Linked DNA regions of Hordeum vulgare: region 1 is linked to region 2. The links are chromatin contacts, called in public Hi-C maps. All regions are on one chromosome and are shown on one strand. Each heading gives the region's core, a stretch centred on a gene start, on an enhancer-like site or on the middle of the called end of the contact. The rest is flanking DNA. Distances are from core to core; before and after follow the strand shown. Region 1 has its middle 150 kb from the start of LOC123410542. Region 2 holds the start of LOC123410542 (potassium transporter 24-like).

Evidence for each region. Hi-C and Micro-C count contacts between places; a contact is called where the count stands out from the background.
Region 1: a Hi-C map of leaf shows a contact between it and region 2, with 3 times the contacts expected there. The contact joins the enhancer-like site here to the promoter of LOC123410542 in region 2. A contact is called at or near these places in 2 of 6 Hi-C or Micro-C datasets (leaf and seedling) and 1 of 1 datasets of contacts at active chromatin or transcription factors (embryo).

The regions. Positions count from the first base shown.
Region 1 is chr7H:120,045,904-120,050,683 of MorexV3_pseudomolecules_assembly, forward strand. No RefSeq gene overlaps it. Among protein-coding and RNA genes, the nearest start is that of LOC123410542, 150 kb to the left of the region's middle. Within about 2 kb of position 2,993, at least 1 of the 3 cell types and tissues checked has open chromatin away from gene starts, as enhancers often do. A contact at or near this core is called in leaf, where this site is marked.
Region 2 is chr7H:119,894,448-119,899,559 of MorexV3_pseudomolecules_assembly, forward strand. It overlaps LOC123410542 (potassium transporter 24-like), which reads right to left and starts at 1,868. Exons shown (of 9, transcript XM_045103492.1): 1 at 868-1,868; 2 at 275-740; 3 at 93-146. The coding sequence starts at 906.

The DNA.
Region 1 (4,780 bases), core at 1,743-4,242, 150 kb after region 2:
CTTCGGGCAACTCCGGAAATCACCGAGGAGCTCACTTGTGACCAAATTGACGATGTGCTTAGGAGGAGGAGCTCACGAGGGAGCTACTCGAAGGTTCTGGGGCTCACCTCTCCGCCTACCATACTTGAATGTCGTCGAGACTAGGGGCGGATCAAAGTGGCTGGAGTCGGAGAAGAAGACCTCTCTAAGGCCCTTCTCTAGCTTGGGCAAGGCTTCAAAGAGAGGAGGGAAGGTGGTGGAGTGGATGAGGGGTTCGGCAGTAGGGGAGGAGCTCTATTTATAGGGTCCCGAGAGGGGGTGCCATGGAGCTTATCTCCGGCGACAAATTTCGGCGATCTTGGGGCTTAATCGGTGGGTTTTGGGGTCGGATCAATATCTACTCGATGCAGAGGTTCCATTTTTGGCCTAAGCTCGGTCAACCATCGGCGCAAGACGCCGCTCGATGGTGTGGTCTTCTCTGTGCAAGGCGGTAGCACAGGTCGTGCTTCGCGCTGCCCGGGACGTGGCGCTGACAAAAGCGGCACGTCCTGGAGGCCAGGGACACGCGGAGATCAGAGGGGCATTGGGCGGTGCCGAACGGCGAGAAGCTGCAGCAGAGGTGGCTCTGGTGGCTGCGGCAGCCACTGCTGGTGCTGCTGCCGGAGCTGGCAAGCTCAGGCCAGCTCACCACCAGGGACGATTCTAAGGGGGGGCTAGGGGGGGCTAGACCCCCCTAACAAATTGATTTTTCTACTATAATAATGATTGTTGTAGTTAAATTTTTTTTACTTCATATAAACTTTGACCCTTTCATGAACAAACTTGTCCCCCCTATGCTTGCATATTAGCTTCGTCCCTGCTCACCACCGACGCCAGCAAACGTCCAAGGGAACATGCAGCGGGTGGATAGACACGAGCACAGGGGCGAGTGATTTTCGTTGACACTACTGAGATTGATGAAGCGGCAACAGGGACTGCATCAATGAAGCACTGCAGTCTGAAGAATTGACTAAATCAATTTCAGAGATAGATGGCTACAGTGCCCACCAGATATTTGATCAAATGAAACTAGCACGTGGAAAAGGTTTTTGGAGCTGAAATTTTATGAGATGATCTCTCATTAGGTGCAGAGACGGTGTGTAAATTTCCAGAATTTTTGAAAAAGTTGAAGGCAGATTTTTAATAAAAACAGAATATTTTGGTCAAACTTGAGTCAAATCAAATTTGAAATTTTCAAACTTGTGAACCCAAGGTTTTTGGTGAAATAGGTTGAGGGTACTAAGGTCTTCTAAGGATAAGAGTTTGGGTCCAAAACTTCAAGGGAATGATTGATTTCCCTTGTAAATTTGCTAGGGTCAAAACTGATTACAGAAATTTATATGAAAGGTGGTCCAACCTTTCTAAAGTTCTGGTAAATAAATAAAAATGAAGACCTAGATGATGTAGAAGTGCAAAATGGTCTAAAACGGGATGGAGGAAAAAGAAAACCTTTAAAAAAATAATTGAACCTATAGGAATAATTTCCAAGGTTTTGCAAAAGAATAGAATATCCTCCTAAACCAATTCATTTTCAGAAGAGGCTAAAAGAATACTTTTTAAACCAGGCAGATTGAGAAAAGAAGCTCTAAAAGTATTCTCAAAGAAGTTGTCAAAGAGCTTCAAAGCTTTTTATCAAAGCCAAAATTTAAAAATTCATTTTTTTAATCAAGAAATTCAATTAAAAATTTGGGTGTTACATACCTCCGGCCAGTGAAGGAGCTCTGTTTACCTAGTCGTCGGTGTCGATGTGTCGGCGGGAAAGCTTGAAAGGGGGGGAGAAGGGTGGCAGCGCTTTGAGCGTTGAGAGGATAGCGGCTAAATAGGACGGCCGAATCGACGGAAGGCGAGCCGAAATCCTTCTGTCGATTTTTCAAAGACGCACGCTGGCTCGCGCTATCTCCATGGTCGCAGGAGCTCAGTCGTGTTCCTTTCACCTGCCTCGCACGAGTCATGCTGTGAAAAAACTACCGATTCGAAAGTAGATCGCGGGCCTGACTAGGAATGCTGTAAAATTCATGTCGCGTAGGTCAAACAATGTATGGAGACCAATCAAACAGTTTGAATCCTTCCCCACAAACCTGCTTAGCCTTATACGTGCAATCAAATGCGCCCTAAAATTTAGTCTTGGCTCGTGAATACAGCAGCGTTGATGAGTTCTTGGCCGGTTAGAGTATCAGCACGCACAATAGACCTGATTGGTTGATTAATTGATTTGTTAGGTCTTAGGTAAGCGATGGCTGCATCTTCTTGGCCCAAGCAAGCTGGAAAAACGATGACGTAACCGATCTTTGTGGCTACAATACAACGAGGGGATCGTCCCGCCTCCAAAATTACGTGGCTTTAAATTAGCGACACTCGTACTGTGAGTGATGTATGCAATCTCAAAGTAAACGGTTCTGCGTACCAAATGAATGCGCGAGAATTATTCCTCTCCTTGCTAATAGGCTCCTTTTGCATTTTTCTTTCCCTTGGTCCCAATCACTCCCAGTACGCCCTGACTCCGCAAGCATCAAAAGGGAGCAACTTCACCGTGCGGTACAACCTTGATGTTGCGACGGCTGCATCACAATAAAAATGATAAATACACAGTATATTACACAAGCAATCCAGCTACTGCATTGGATCTTTTCGTCAGACGATGCAACAACTCCGTCGTAAAAGGCACCGTACACATCTTTTGTCACGCTAGAGAAGGACCAATTCAATTCAACATAGTACGCAAAACAGATAGCCATGTGTCACCGGCAACGAGGCCCCGAACAAGGCCACAAGATCCCAGGTTCATTGCCCATTCTTCGTTTCACGTTGGCATGCACATTTTGCAGGCCGGCCGAGTTCGAACTGGATACCCACTCCTTTGGGGCTTTGGGCGCCACGAAAAAACAGATGGCGAGCTTTGGCGGGTACGTAGGCGACCCGTTCTTCTACACCGGTGTGAGTAGTTAAATAGGAGTATAGGACCACGGACAAGGAGGATAAACAAACGTAGCTGTCTGCCCCTGGCGCGGGGAGAAAATCTGGCTCCCGTCACGTCGCCGGCTGGCCGCCCCGCCGCCCGGCCGCGGCCGGCGCCACGTCGCTGTTGCCTGGCAGCACGGCCGCACGGCCGCACAGGTGTACTATCACATCGTATAGCCGGAATGGATATGCGGATATTCTTTGTTGTGTACGGCTGCTTGGCCTCTCACGAAGTCAAATGCTTCGAGATAGCTCGCGTCAGGCTATGAACGAGATGATTTTAGTGTCTGTTTAGGACGCATGACAGGGAAAATAGAGTGATAGCAAATATTGTGGAAATCATCTTGTGGAATTCTACTGGAATCTAAAATACGGGTATCGTACGATATATTCTCCCCATCACAAATCATCTTGTAGTAGTAAATTATACGTGTTTTGCACCTTACGAAATATTTCCCCTAATAATAAAGCACGTAGTGTTTCTGTCGTACGTTCTTGGCTATTTTATAAAAAAGTCCCTGTGTTTCTTGGTATTCAACCCGCAATCATCTGATAAGTTAATGATGAATCATTACGAGTAAAAGAAAAGAAAAAAATTGACCCTGCCTTGCATCTCCACCACCGGCCCCCGCCGCAGTCCCCATCCGCCGCCACGCGCCGCCTCAGCCGTCCCCCGCCGGGCCCGCCGCAGCCGGCCCATGTCGCGTGCTGCTACGCGCCGCCCCCGCCCGCTGCAGCCGGCACCCGTCGCGACCCCGCCAACGCCCCTCCGCCGTGCGCCTTCCCCCACCCCTGCAGATCGAGCGGTGGTTGACGTGCTGAGGGAGACGGAGGCGGCGGCGCAGCGGAAGCGGAAGCGGAGCGGCGCGGGGCTGCGGCTGTTGGACATCACGGAGGGGAGAGAAAGACATCTGCCGCGCGCGCGGCCGTCCCCAGAACACGAACACCAATGCCAGCGTCAGCGTTGCTGCGTGGCGTCCAGTCGGTGCTGGTGACCTCCGGCCAGCTCCGCAACCTCGACCCCCAGCTCCACGTGCCGTCGCTCCTCCTTGCCAACACCCTGATCGCCGCCTTCTCCCGCGCCGCCCTCCGGCGCCTCGCCATCCCGCTCCTCCGCCACATCCTATGCCGCGCCCACCCCTTCCGCCCCGACGCCCTCACCTTCCCGCCGCTCATCCGAGCGGCCCCGGCGCACGCCTCCGTGGCGCAGCTCCACGCCTGCGCGCTCCGGCGGAATGGACTTGCCAACGAGGCAATTGAGGCATATAGTCGTATGCACAAGCATGAGGGTCTGAATCTCGGGTACTTTCTTTCACAGGCAGCATCAATGGCTCATAGATACGATGATGGTTCTTGATTTTCCCAATCAATCCATCGTCCAGGTCGGCGCCGGGACGATGAACCCCCTCACCTTCCTCCGGGTGATGGGACCTGAGCCGTGGAACGTCGCGTGAGTACCCTGCATATTATCCATCCAAGTTCAACCAATGCACATTTGCAAATGCAGTACAATTCAGAACAACGAGTTACTGAATAGTACTTGATGCTTGCAATCCAGACAATGCGTTTGCCCCCATTTTTAACCTGCTAACATGACGCTCTCTATTGAATTGAATGAAGCTATGTGGAGCCGAGCGTGAGGCCCGACGACAGCCGCTACGGCGACAACCCCAACAGACTCCGGCGCCACACCCAGTTCCAGGTTACTTCACAACATCATCCTGTTCCACCACACATTTTTATTTTTGCTTGCTTAGGCTCGAACCGATCACTGGTTCCTGACCATGCTCTTTTGACAAACAAC
Region 2 (5,112 bases), core at 618-3,117:
CTTGAATATATTCAATTTGAATCTGAAAAGATATCAATAACAAACCGGTATCAAACAATCATAAACGAAAGCAGAGCAAGCAATTGACCTACATTCGTGCTGCTCATTGTCCAGCTCCAGCTCCAGCCCGGAAACCGCGGAGAACACTGCAACAGAGAGGAACCATAAGACGTCAGGCTCCTGACGTAGCATCAACCAATGCAACACCAACAGCGTAACTTAATCTCTGAGGAAGGATGAAGGAGAAGGAGAAGGAGGAGGAGGAGGGAGCGACCAGAGACGGCAGGGGTGAGCACGCCGTCGCCGATGACCATGCAGGTCCCGAGCAGAGCGAGCAGCAGCAGCATCCTCTGCAGGACCCGGTGCCGCTCCAGCGCGGCGCGCACGGCCGAGAGTGGCGCGGGCGGCGCCGCGCCGCCCTCGCGCCGGCCCGCGAGGTCCTCGCCGTCGGGGAGGAGCCCCGCGCGTACGCGGCGGCATATGAGGGAGTAGAGCGCGAAGGTGCCGCCCTCGCCGTGGTCGTCGGCGCGGAGCACGACGAGGACGTACTTGAGGAGCGGGATCAGGGTCAACGTCCAGAAGACGAGGGAGAGCACGCCGTAGATCTCCTCGTTCCCCGCCGAATGCTCAATGTCCCCGCCGGCGAAGGCGCTCTTGAACACGTACAGCGGCGACGTCGCCACGTCGCCGTACACCACCCCGAGGCTCTGGTACGCCAGCAGCAGCTCCGCGCTCCACGGCTGCAAACCGCCGTCAAGAAAGAAACCAAGAAACGGCCGTCACCGTGGTGCCCCCGGGCCCAAAACCAGACCAGACCGAACAAACACCGAATCTTCCAGAAGGAATCCAAGAACTTACCCTACTCACCTTCCTGCGCGCCGCGCCGCCGCCGCTCTCCGCGTCCATTCCCGTCCTTCCTCCGCCTCTCCCCGCCGCCCGCTCCGCTCACGCGCGAGTCACGTTGCCCAACTGCCAACCGCCAGGCGCGCAAGTTGCCACCCTCGCCGCGCCCATGCGCTGCTGGCGCGCCACCCCGCAGCAGCACGGACGTCGAATCGGGAGCGGAGAAGAGAAGATCTTGGCACCAGCAGCAGCAGGCAAATCCCGTTTTGGCAGGATCACTCGGCTTGGACTTTGGAGTAGCGCAGAGCAGCGGAAGCAAGCCACGCAAGCTCCGTCCCTTCTTGTAGCTTCTCGCAAGAACAAGTGAACAACTACCAACTCGTGTCCTGGCCCGGCTCTCCGTCCTTCACCACGCGGTAGAAAAGGAGTCCGAAACCTCCATTAAAAAACCTGAGGCGCATGGCGCACGCTAAGCCGCAAGGACAAGAAAAGGGACGATTTGGAAGAAGCGAGCAGGCCAACCAGAAGAGACGACTGCCTGTACAATAACACTCCTCTACCAACCCTTTTGATCCCTTCCGAGAATCAAGAGAGCGAGGCTTCTACTTATGGCCGCGGAGGTCAGCAAGCACTGACGACTGGCCGGATCGCGGGGGTGGGTGCCAGGTGGTGTGCAGCCGTATCAGGCGCAGGTTGATCTGCCGTAGCTCTTCTTAGGTTCTTGCATGCCACCGTATGAGCGGTGGGATCGATCTCTGGCTGTGGCTATCGCGGGTCTTGCTTTTCCACGATGGAATTCACCTGCCACTTCGTCGTCTGCCCCTTTTCGTGTGATCCGGTGATGCCTTGTTCAAAAGGAAAACGTCGTTCTCTCCCGTCCATGGAAGTCATGGTGGTCGAGTTGCTGAGATGATGGGCTTGATTATGCATTGAAATCCATTGAATGTGAATCAATGTGGTAAAAGGCTGGAAAATGGTGTCCGGATTTGATTCAAGATGGCCTCTCTGGCGTAGCGGTAACGTGGTCAAGTTTCTGGCATTTGTGCGCGGATTAGTCGGGCGTCCTTTCTATATGGAAGTCAAAGAGGAAATAGACCCGGGATCTGCTTGGTGTAATGGCGAACTGACACCTCTTGGCGGGTCTCTTTCGGAGTTTGGTTTCGCGGCAGGCTTGGCGGTGAAAGATAACTTGGATGCTGATGCCCGTACGCGTCGGTGAAGCGGCGAGCAAGGAGCCACGGAACGCATGCGTTGGTACTACGTGCGGAAAAGGACAAGGGATGATGGAATGGAACAGGGAGACCGTATGTGGATCCGTATGTGGACGGTAGCGAAATGTCGGCTGTAAAAATTGCGGTCGTGATCCTACCTATATCTTTATATCTAATATCTATACTCCTAAGAGCAACTCCAATCCAAAACGCATGTTTTATCCATATTTTATCCATTTGGATTGACATGTTTATTCTGTTTTTTTTCATCTGTGTCTATCATGCGCTCAATGCCGATCCATTTTTCGTATACGCGGCAGGCATGCGATCTATTTTAACATTAAATATATAATATTGCATAGTTCAAGAAACATAAAAATATATCATAGTTTATAAGTGTAACTAATAGTAAATTGTTTCAAATACATTGGAAAAAACCAACATGAATCCATGTATGCTCAACCAAATTATTTTGCAGCTGCATATGAGTTCCCCAATCACGCATCTGATGATGAAACTTGGTGAACTATGCAAACGTTGTTGGTCATGTATGCTCATGCACAATATTGTCATCCTGAAACTGAAATCCTTGATCACGGAGACATTCTGGACGTTCATCCTCTATGATCGTATTATGCATGATCACATAAGTTATTATCACCTTCCACAACTTTTTGATGCTTCAAATTCTAACAGGCTACCGAATGATGCCCCATCGAGATTGAAGAACGTCAAAGGCACGCTCTACATCCTTTCTAGCACTCTCTTGCTCTTGGGCAAATCATCTTCTCTTCTCTCCTACAGGGTTGGGGATTGTCTTGATAGTGTCCACTATGGATAGATATCGTTGGCTAGATAGTGTCCATTATTGTATTGGTGGTCATTGATCTCAACATTGACCTCCAGGCATGCAATTGCTTTCTGTCATCCTAGCAAACATCGGAGAGCGTTGGAGCACATTGATATCGCTGTGAGATCCAGCCATGCCCAAGAAAGAGTGCCAAATCCAGAGATCCGGGGAAGCAACAGCCTCAAGTATGACAGTGAAAGCTTAGACATGGCCCTTATACTACCCCTGCCAAGCAGAAGGGCAGTTTTTCACTTCCAGTGCATATAATCCGTGCTATCGAGCATCCCCATAGGGAGCCCCAAACTGTTGTCGCTCCATACTTATGTGGTCATGGCGATCAACGCAGCTGCCACGATCTCCTCATCATCAGATGAAGAATCATCTGAATCACAAATAACATTCTAAAAAAATCATCGTCGGAGTCCATTGGTACCTTATGGGAAACCGTCAAATAGCTTGCGGGCGTTGTGGGACAAACCGTTCGGTGAAGAGCCCCGCGCCCCACCGAGAGAAGGTAGAGGATATGGGCAGCGGCGATGGGAGATGAAGGCGTCTGGGAGGGTGACTCACATATGGATGGATGGTTGGCGGCGTCGATGGAAGTGGGCGGCGGCGGAAGGAGGTGTGGTGCCCGGGTGAGTCGGGGGGAAGGAATGAAGAGGAGAGTGGCATGCATGCCACCAACTGGCGGGCCAGGGGGAAGAGAAGGGCGGGTGTCACGGGTGTTCGTCCCGTGTCCGCACCGACGCAAATGTGGCCCAAATGTGGGCCTCGAATAGGTTGCGGTCGAAAAAAAACGAATGCACGTCTGTTTGAGTCGTTCCGTTGGGTCGAGTTTTGTGTGTGCGACGACCCAAACGAACACCTGCGGACGAGATGGGTCACACGGTTGGAGTTCCTCTAATATATTCTGGAAAACAAATATATACTCCTAATGCGATTTTTTTACTCGGTCGGCTCATGGCACCTCCAAAGTGGGCCCTTAAATGGCCCGCAGACATTCTAATTGAGCTATCCGGATATACTTTGTCGTCCAGAGTCATGTCGTATTGGTCTCTGGACCGGTCCGCGCGTCAGTTTTCTCGTCAATCAGAAACAAACGAGGGAGGGGATTTTGCGGGAGTTCGATCCTCTACCACGTATTGACTTCGACACCCGGACTCACTCAAAACCACACCAAGACCCACATCTCCATCATTTCCTTATTTCTTCACATCCTCATCCTCCATGGTAGACGCGATGTTGTACCACCCTGGCCACCCTACAAGCCCTTGCCAGAGCTCTGTGACCTCCATCGCTCCACCCAATCGCCACGCTGCTTTGCCTACACCATCATTCCACACATCTCGTTCGTTCTCCCGTGCAAGTACCATCTGGCCCTTGTTGATGTCCTCCGAGGTGTCACTACACCGACAACTGTTTGGTGAAATGCTCGCTCTAAATTTATGATATTTTCTCTCTTCTTTGAAGCAATGGATTTGGACATGGAGTACATCTACTCAAGGAGTGAGTCTTGAGTAACCAAGAGTCCGTGTGATTCCTCAAAACTGACGCTTAATCGTCTAAAGAGTGTGCAATTCTCAAGTGTAATAAACACAAGCTATCATAATATAGTTTAACGTGATGCTCAACCATAAACTAAGTTTGGCTCTCGAGTCTTCTCTCAGAAGAATTCACTCGGAGAGGGGTGCTCAGACAAACACTTGTCAAATCAAACAAAGTAGTGAGGCAACAATGGTTGGGAGGAGGTGACTATTTATAGTCGAAGCGGCACTGAGGGAGAAATGACCAATAGGGGCCTACTGTCAAACCAGTGTATCCAACGGTTGGATTTCACTCACACGACATTTTTTCTTGAAAAACAAGTAAAGTTGACTCCGCTAGGTGAGGATTTCTTTCGAAGCCCATAAGAACATATTTTTGGCTTACGAGTAAAAAATCAATACATGTAGAGGTTTCTCTCAACTCACTTGGGAAAAGTTTTCAATGAAACATCGACAAAGACTAAGCTCAAAACACGTAAACCCCCTTAGTACGATCGCCATATGACTCGAACAAAGAAAATGAAGCTACGAAAAAGAACGATGTCTTTATTCTTGTTCGCTGCATCCAATTGTTCCTAGAACAAAACATGCTCAAGTAATTGCTTCAACACAACAATTCTTGGGGGTCGACTCTAACATCAATCTCCTCGATAGCTTACTATTA